Linked DNA regions of Mus musculus: region 1 is linked to region 2. A link is a contact called in public HiChIP or PLAC-seq data. All regions are on one chromosome and are shown on one strand. Each heading gives the region's core, a stretch centred on a gene start, on an enhancer-like site or on the middle of the called end of the contact. The rest is flanking DNA. Distances are from core to core; before and after follow the strand shown.

Evidence for each region. HiChIP or PLAC-seq counts read pairs in DNA pulled down with a chosen protein or histone mark.
Region 1: a contact with region 2 is called in an H3K27ac HiChIP or PLAC-seq map of extraembryonic endoderm stem cells. The contact joins two enhancer-like sites. A contact is called at or near these places in 3 of 484 Hi-C or Micro-C datasets (the N1E-115 cell line, bone marrow-derived macrophages and liver), 3 of 115 datasets of contacts at active chromatin or transcription factors (differentiating embryonic stem cells, extraembryonic endoderm stem cells and trophoblast stem cells) and 1 of 9 other capture datasets (embryonic stem cells).

The regions. Positions count from the first base shown.
Region 1 is chr19:55,786,957-55,791,309 of GRCm38.p6, reverse strand. All of the region lies in intron 4 of Tcf7l2 (transcription factor 7 like 2, T cell specific, HMG box), which reads right to left. Among named protein-coding and RNA genes, the nearest start is that of Gm31734, 46 kb to the right of the region's middle. Within about 2 kb of position 2,844, at least 72 of the 459 cell types and tissues checked have an H3K27ac peak or open chromatin away from gene starts, as enhancers often do. A contact at or near this core is called in extraembryonic endoderm stem cells, where this site is marked.
Region 2 is chr19:55,561,889-55,566,184 of GRCm38.p6, reverse strand. The region is part of intron 7 of Vti1a (vesicle transport through interaction with t-SNAREs 1A); the gene reads right to left. Among named protein-coding and RNA genes, the nearest start is that of Gm41871, 140 kb to the left of the region's middle. Within about 2 kb of position 2,139, at least 28 of the 459 cell types and tissues checked have an H3K27ac peak or open chromatin away from gene starts, as enhancers often do. A contact at or near this core is called in extraembryonic endoderm stem cells, where this site is marked.

The sequences.
Region 1 (4,353 bases), core at 1,595-4,094, 220 kb before region 2:
TTCCTCCAGGACACCAGTAGGGCTTGCTTCCTCCTCTCCTGTCAGGGCTCAGCCATATCCCATTGACGCCTTTCCTCCTTCTGATAGCCTTGAACATACGTTCTGTGTTTAGTCAATGATATGAGGCCCAGATGATTGAGGGAAAGAAGCTAAACTGAGGAGTTACCAACCGTAGGCAAACGTCCTTCCCAGCTCTCGAGCTTTCCTTGTCCTCTTCCTCTGCCCAGGCATCGCTGGGTAACAGGACCAACACTGAGAGAGTGACTCCTTTGCCTTCCCTGACCTAACAGGAACTCTAGGTCAAGCCTCACTCCTAGGACACAGCAATCCCATGTGAAACTTTTGCACAACCCCAGGAAGGAAGAACAGCACAGAGAGAGACAGACAGACAGACAGACAGACAGACAGAGAACGAACTCTGCTAGAAGGTTTCTTGGGAGTAAAAAGGTTTCCAATGCCCAGAGGGAGCCTAGCAAGCCATGCCCACGATGAACTCAGGAGAAGGAAGTAACAGCCAGTCAGTCTAAGCTGTCATCCACTGTGAGAATTTATACCTACAGTTTCCTTATGGTTGGGGGTAGTGGCAGACTCACCCCCTGCCCATCCTAAGAACCAACCTTTCGCCCCAAACAACATTATAGCTCACACCACAGCACACAACCGCTGGGATGGAGGAAGTGCCCCACCCCTGGCAACTTCAGGATGCACCACAAGCACATTAAACAGCAGAGCCAGGCTATGAACAACACCGGTGTAAACAATAAGATCCTCACCCACTCACCCATCCCCCCACCTCTCCATTCATCTCTCCTTCCACCCATCATCCACCTACCCACTCATCCATCCACCCATCCACCCACCTACCCACTCATCCATCCATCCACCCACCTACCCACTCATCCATCCACCCATCCACCCACCTACCCAGTCATCCATCCATCTACCCACCCATACATCCATGGCTGACCCAACAACTTCCAGCTATCAGGAAGTACATCTAGAGAATCTAAGACACCCCGCCCCCAGCCCCCACTTCCCTTGAATACCTCCTCCCTCATAATATCTTAAGTTTTACACAGAGGACAACTCCCAAGACCAGGAAGCAGGCTTAAAGAGCACTATGCAAAGGCCTACTCCAGACACTGCACTCCAAACAGTGTGGGAAGCTTCGTGTCTATTGTCTTCAGACCTGTGGTAAATCACAGCAGGGAGAGGAGGCAAGCCATCCCAGCTCTAGACAGAGAAGCTTGCTGTAAGAGCGGAGCTTCTGAAAGGAGAATTCTTCCATTGCAGCCAGCTGCTATCTCTGGTTGGTGACCCTATTAACCTCTTGGTCTGAATAGAGACCCAGAGCCTTAAAGCACTGCTGTCCTCGACTGCACATTCTGCAGAGAAAGGAGAAGCAGAGAGCATGCACCCTAGCTCCCACACCCACCAACAGTCCATCACAGACAGCTGCTGCAAAATAGACACCTGTGTCCCCTTGTCTGTGTTTTTTCACTTTCTGAAGTTTCAGTGACCCACAACTGGCCATGTTCTGAAAATATTAAATGGGAAATTCCAAAAAACTTTTATTATAATGATTCTGTTATACGATTGCTGTTCTTGATCTGTTGCTATACCTACTCTGTAAACTGAACTTTCTCGGGTGTGTATTATAGGGGATGTAGAGTAACGCCTGGCAGGCTTAGTCCTCAGTGTACGCACATACGCAGCCACACATGCATGCAGGAACACACACAAGAAGACAAGTAAGTGCTCACCTGGTGTCTACAGCGACCCTTCCATCCTTCCAGAACTCCTTGGTTCCCACCTCCTGAACCAAGGCACCCCAGCAGAGCCCTCCTACTCATTTACAGTCTCCCAATCTCTGAGCAGAAGTCCAAGCAAGGTCGCATCAATAAATGGCGGGAAACCCTGTCACCCATGAACAGCACAGCACAGGTCTGGCAGGTCTTGGGCAATCTGCTTCCCCTTTCCACACAATACTTTAAGTTTCCAGCCTGGAAACTCCCAACAGTATCAAAGCTGTGGCTTGATCTTTCCAACTTTGCAAGGTAGATAGATAGTCTCTTTGCTCAGGAGCTGGTCCATGGGTCCTGTTACCCATGGCACTTAAGTCTACAGCTTCTCCGGACCAAATGCAGAGCCATCTAATCTCGGAAGGTGCAGTCACCCTGGTGAGTCTACTGTGTCCAACAGATTGGGACTTCCGATCCTGGTGCTGACACTTGCTACCCAGGGGACCTGGAGCAAACTCCCTACCGGAAGGAAGCCCTGGGTTTCCCACTTGTTTGATGAGAATCCCAGCTCTTGACCTCAGAGGCAGCAGAGACTACTGCTGAGCTCAGCAGCCCAAACAAAGGAGGCTATCTTGACAGACAAGCCTCTTTCCCCTCTCCGCTTATTCATGAAGCATTTGGTAAGTTGCAAGAAACAAGACTAACAACAAACAAACAAATGGTTCTGGTTGAGGAAGGGGACCAGATTAGGAATAGAGACAGAGAGATAGGAACAATCATTATTCCTGAGCCCCAAAGCGACTCAAGTGCGATCATAGAGGAGCGTCCCCAGGGTGGCTGAGGCCCAGGGGAGAGAGCCTCACCAAACAGTCACAACTGGCACCATATGAGTGGCAAGAAACAAATGTCCTGGCAGCCAAGGGATCTCCAGGGGCAGGGAGGTGAGATCCTAACGAAAAGGACATCAAAAGAAAGCCCAAATCAAGACCTGATCACACACTGGCCACAACAAATAATGTTTGCTCAAAGGTGGGAGGGAAGAAGGGGGGTGGACAGAGACAGGCCCTTATTGGATAAGGCCGGCTGGCTCATCCATTGTGGAAGAAAGGCTTGTTTTGTGTGTTATACAATGGAGACATTGTTCACAAGTACTTTGCCCATACATAATCAGGCCTGCCTCTGCGTCGCATTACATAAGTCTCCAATGCAGCAAGAGTCCAAGAATGAATGTTCATAAGAAATACACACTTCTAGTTTATACAGGGAGGGGGAGGGGGAGGGGAGGAGGGGGAGGGGGAGGGGGGAGGGGAGGGGGGAGGGGAGGGGGGAGGGGAGGGAAGGGGAGAGGAGGGGGAGGGGGAGGGGAGGGGGAGGGGAGAGGGAGGGGAGGGGAAGGGGGAGGGGAGGGGGAGGGGGAGGGGAGGGAGAGAGAGAGAGAGAATGAATACAGGCTCAGGATGAGATTGGAAATTAGCAAAACAGACATATCAAATTGTTAAAAATCATCACAACCACCTGAAAGTGTAAGGAACCCCCATTTCTTCTCCTCCACTCACCCTTCAAATAAGTGGAGGAAGTACGTGATTTTTTTTTTTAATGTGTGTGTGCGCGCGCGCGAGCGCTTGCTTACATTTTTCTCTGTGGCCATGTGGCTATGTGCACACGTACGTGCAGTTATGATTACCAACACAGATGTATGTGGTAAGCCAGAGGTCGAAGGATATCTTCTGCTTCAATAGCGTCTCCCATTATTTTGAGACAGGATTACTTCCCTGAACCTAGAGCTCAAAACTTAGGTGAGGCTGACTGGCCAGTGAGCTCCAAACTCCAGGGAACCTTCTCTATCTATAGTCCCTCCACCCAAAGACCCATCCTTCACCCAAGCCACACCCTCCACCCAAGCCACACCCCACCCGAGCCACGCCCCCACCAAAGCCACGCCTTCTGCCCGGACCACGCCCCCACCCGAGCCACGCCTTCTGCCCGAGCCACGCCCTCCATCCATGCCCCGCCCTCCATCCAAGCCCCAGCTCTGAGAGTGCAGATGCAGGCTGTGGTGCCTAGCTTTTGTTGTTTAACACGGGTGCTGGGGATCTTAGCTCTGCTATTCATGCTTGCAATGCGCTCGTTATTACTAAACCATTTTCCTAGACCCTTGCGTTGTATTTTTCTAAGACAATCTCATAGAACTGCTAAATAAAGCAAATGAAATCTTTTTCCTGTAAATTCTAAGAGGTATTCAACAGCTTGCTGGAGCCTGTACGCTCCCCTTATTCGGTGTCATGGGAGGTAGGTATCAACAGTACCCCCAACCTCTGCCAACCACATGTCCCCAAGACTGACAAACAGAACATCATCAAATTCTGCCAAATGCCCCTCAGGACCAAACCCCCTATGCTTGAAAACCACTAAACTAAGTGGCCTGGACCCAGCAGCCCCGAGGAACAACAAGGAAGCCTGTCCTTACTCCCCCACCACACAGATTTCCTTGGTGGCCAACTCTTCCAACCCACAACAGGCACTAAAGGGCTGCCACCTGGATGCTGTCCCTGGCCTCATTCGAAGCTAAATACAACCAATAGTTCCTTCAATCACTTGTTCTCTCCCTAAA
Region 2 (4,296 bases), core at 890-3,389:
CATTTATAAATGTGCATTTATAAGGGCAAAGGTCAAGGCAACTGTGCAAACCACTTGTCAACATATTTAGAGGAAATTGTGTAATCAACTTAACATACCAGTTAGCCTTTACCTGCGAGGTCAAGCTCAGAGACCCTGTATGTCACCACAGCCAGCCAATTAATCACTCTGCAGGAAATTCCACGTTTTTCTTTAGATTAAGCTATAGAAAGTGGAGTGTGGGCTGAGACTGGAGAGGATTTCCTATCTGTCTTTATTTCCTGACTAGCCTGATGCTTCACTATTTTTTTTTAATGTGTCTGATACAGAATTTAAAACAGGCTCAAAATTATGTATTTTGATAAGCATTGCTCATGGGTGTGTTACCACACAAAGGTAAATGAAGCTATTTGATGGCTGGGTGCCCGATTACTGCTGTAGATTCCAACAAGACAGACAAGTGTTGACATTGTCAGACGACAGATCATTCCAGAGAAAGAAGAAAGGAGAAGAGATAAGCTGCTAAACTTAAAACCTGTTCCTTCCTCTTCCATGTCGCCACAAAGTTCAGTTATGTGAGTTTTGAAGATACTCCTGTTTTAGGTTCAATTTAAAACATTTTTTTTCTTTCCAATAAAAATTTTTTTTGCCTGAAAATGTCATTATTTTGCTTTTCAACAGTGCTATGGAGGTATAATTCATCAACCATGCAACCCTTCATCCACTTACGGCTTAAAATTCAAAAGGCCCTAGTGCATTTGCTCAGTTTTACAAGCAGCGCCACAGCCTAGCTTAGAACATTTTCATCACTGCAGATAGAAATCCCAAGGGCTGGGGTGTCGTTGCCCATGTGTGTGGCTCAGGTTTGGTTCCCAGTAACGCCACGGTGAAGAGCACGTGTCTACCTTCAGTTCTGAAGCGTTCCGCGGCAGGTAGCCAGTAAGCTGCTCTGCTCTGTAGATCTGCCTGTTGTAGGTATTTCTGATGGATGGTTCATGCAGCACGGGGACTTTGGTGTCTGTCTTATTTCATCAAGAACATTTCCAAGGTCCATTCGTCCTGGATCAGCTCTCCATTCTTTGTTACAGATATGTAACTTGCCACATCTGTCTATTCAACAGCTGATGGACATTTTCTGTATTATGCATACTGATGCTATGACTATTCATATACACATTTTGTTGTTGTTGTTGTTGTTTTTTGTTTTTTGTTTGTGGGGACAAATATTTTTCTTTGTCTTAGATACAGATGCCAGGCATGAGAACACTGGGTTCTGTAGCAATTCCCGGTTTTGTATTCATTTCCCCAAGCGATGATTGCGATTGGCATTCTTTTCTATCTCTGTGTGTCCTGGGTGGGTGTAGGGTGAGAGGGAAACTCTGGGTGTCCACCCTCGCCTTCCAGTTTGTTTGAGACCAGGCTTCCTCTTGTTCAGTGCTCACACTACAGGCTAGCTGGCTCTGCAGCTTTGGGGGGGACTGTCTTGTCCCGTCTCCCATGTGTCACAGGGGTGGGTTCTGAGACTGCAGACGTGAGCTGTAAGATCAGATTTTACGTGGGTACACGGGGTTCAAACTCAGGTCCTCACGATTGCTCAGCAAGCCCTTTACCCACTGAGCTGTCTCCTCCATGTTCGTTCTGCTCACCAGTCACTGAGAGGGTTCTAGGAAGTTGCTAGTAAGTCCTTACCAAGCCTGGGGTCACTGGAGTCTTATCTTGAATGCACAGTCTTCTGAATTTCTAGATATTTAAAAAAAAAAAATGGAGCCTGAAAGCTGTATAAGTTTGTCACTGTTTAGTATTTTCTCTGTATGACTGACTTTAAGGAGAACAAACTTGGTCTTAATTAAAAAAAAAAAAAAACTTAAACAAGGATTAATTTTCCTTCTGAGGAGCCATTTGGAAGTCCTGTGCCAAGTAGCTTCTGTGTTCCTGTCTCCATTCTCTGGGGGACTGACCCTCCGACGAGAAAGACAACCCCTCTCTGTGGACATCCCCACAGTTAACTCCACACACATCTGGATGGCGGTTCAATGGTCTACTGTTGTTCAGACAATCTGTAATCACACATTCTGTGTGTCAACTAACAAGCCAGGGTGTGTGGTTTCTCGGTATTCCATAGCATGCAGCACGCACAATTTACAAATAAAACAAAAGCCCACAGCAGAGACAATGGCACATTATTCCCCGAGTAACTGAGCGAGAAGAGTGTCTCTGTTGAGGCAGAAGACTCTGCTTGTTATTTTGACGGTCAATGAAAAGAGGCTCGGAAAACCGCATTTCATCTGCTAAGCCTCGTAGCGAGGGAGCCCTCTCTGTGGCATTGAAGAATCTAGGGCCATATGTTTCCTTAAGCTGAGCTTGAAGCAGAGATGGTGTAGCCAAAAGTCTGAACCACAGATGACAAAATTCAAGAGCCTCGTATGCCTGAAGGGCTGGAGCGCCGAGGCCAGTGGGAAGATAGCCGGCCACCTTTTCTCTCTTGGCTTCAGCTCGGAAGGTGGAGGGACGGAAAAGCAGAGTGAAAATTCCTCCTTCCCCCATGGCTGCTTAACAATTTTGGAAACAAAGAGTTTGATAAGGCCAGAGGAAGTGAAGCTGAGCTTGTCCCGAGAAAAAGGGGCTGAGGACAGGTTCTCTGCACGTGTGACTGCTGAGTTCCTAGAAAAGCGGGACAAGGTGACAGGCGGTCTGTGTTGGAGCAGTCACCACGGGAGGGTGAGGTGTCAGGAAAGGTAACCAGGGCCCAGCGACATGACATTTCACCAGCCTTGTCTAGCTGGCAGCACAGTCACTGCCGACCCCGAGGGCCACACGCATGGCAGGGCATCTGGGACCTGCTCCAGGCCAGCTCAGGCCTTGGAATGGCTCGTTCAAATGGGCCACGGCTGAATTCTGGAAAATTCGAGGTCCAGATAACACAGCATGTCCTGGGGTTCCCCAGGCTGTCCTTGCTGGCTCGCTGCCACAGCACAAAACTGTCTTTCCAGCCTTGCTGGGAACGTAAGGCAGGCCTGCGCTCAGTCCAAGGCAAACAGAGTTCTGTCATACTGTAAATGCAACAGTCTTGTAGGAAAATAACCATTAAGACCCGGGGTGGTAGTGTGAGGAGGAAGCTGTCTCTGCACACAGAAGGGAGAAACGGTCTGCTTCCCCTCAGCTCTGTTCTTGCTTTCTCCACCCTACTGCGTGCACGCGAGTGTGCACTTATGTCTCTCCACCCTACTGCGTGCATGCGAGTGTGTACTTATGTCTCTCCTCTCCCTTAGTCTTCCCTTTGCTTTTGAGGCAGGGTTTCATGTAGCTCAGGCTAGCTTCAATTCACTGTGTCTGGAGGATGGCTCCTGACTCTCCTGCCTCTATCTGCTGAGTCTCAGGGTTGTGGGTCTGCACTACCTGCCCTGGCAATTTTGCAATTCCTTGGGCATTCCATCCTGCGCCAAGCACTGTTCTCAGACCTGAAGATAAAAAGGAAAGAAGAAACAACCCCCTGTCCTCCAGGCTCACAGTTTTGGAGGGCAGCCAAGTCAGCATGGAACGTTCTAGAACACAGACTGGCAAATGGGGTATGGAGGAGAGTGGGGAGGTACTGAGGCAAGAATGGCGGTTTTGCATGAGGTCTGGTGAAAGGAGTGGGCTCCACCCCGAGCGAGGGCACGATCCCGGCTCAGATAGTCAGCAGAGTCCCACACTTGGCCTGTTCTTTGTCAGAAAGACTATAATCCTGTCTAACAAGAACCCAGGAGACGAACAGACTCCCATTTCACTCTCCATTCTCAGGCTGACAAGGATAAGAACTGGATTAGGTGCAGTAACAATAAGGTGTCATTAGCCAGAGAAAACACGACTCCTGGACCTGCACGAACTTGCTGGACATGCACTGCCATGTTAGGAGCTGTCTACATGGTCAGATCTCCACTCGAGCTCCGGTTTCTCACCCAAACCCACTGGAAGACACAAAGTCTATGGCTCGGGTAGCAAACCACCCGTGACAGAAAAAGCAGAAGGTATTACGAGGAAAGTCACGCAGCCATGGCAGATTATCCACTTAGAAATATATTTTTGATCTCCAGAAGTGTGTCCTGAAAGGGAAGGTGGCCTCAGCCAGCTACAATTTGCCAAGATCACTGCAGGCCTCAGTGACCTGACCCGACAGCGGCCTCCTCGCGCATGGGGTGCGCTTGTTCTATTTCTGAGGAAGTGCTTCATTGCCTCACAGAGGCCTTGCCTTCAGATCACAGGGCTGGATTGAGACCTTCAGTGCCATCTCTGCCACCCCCTGGAAACACAGGCCCCTTCCCCACAGGGTACCTAAAA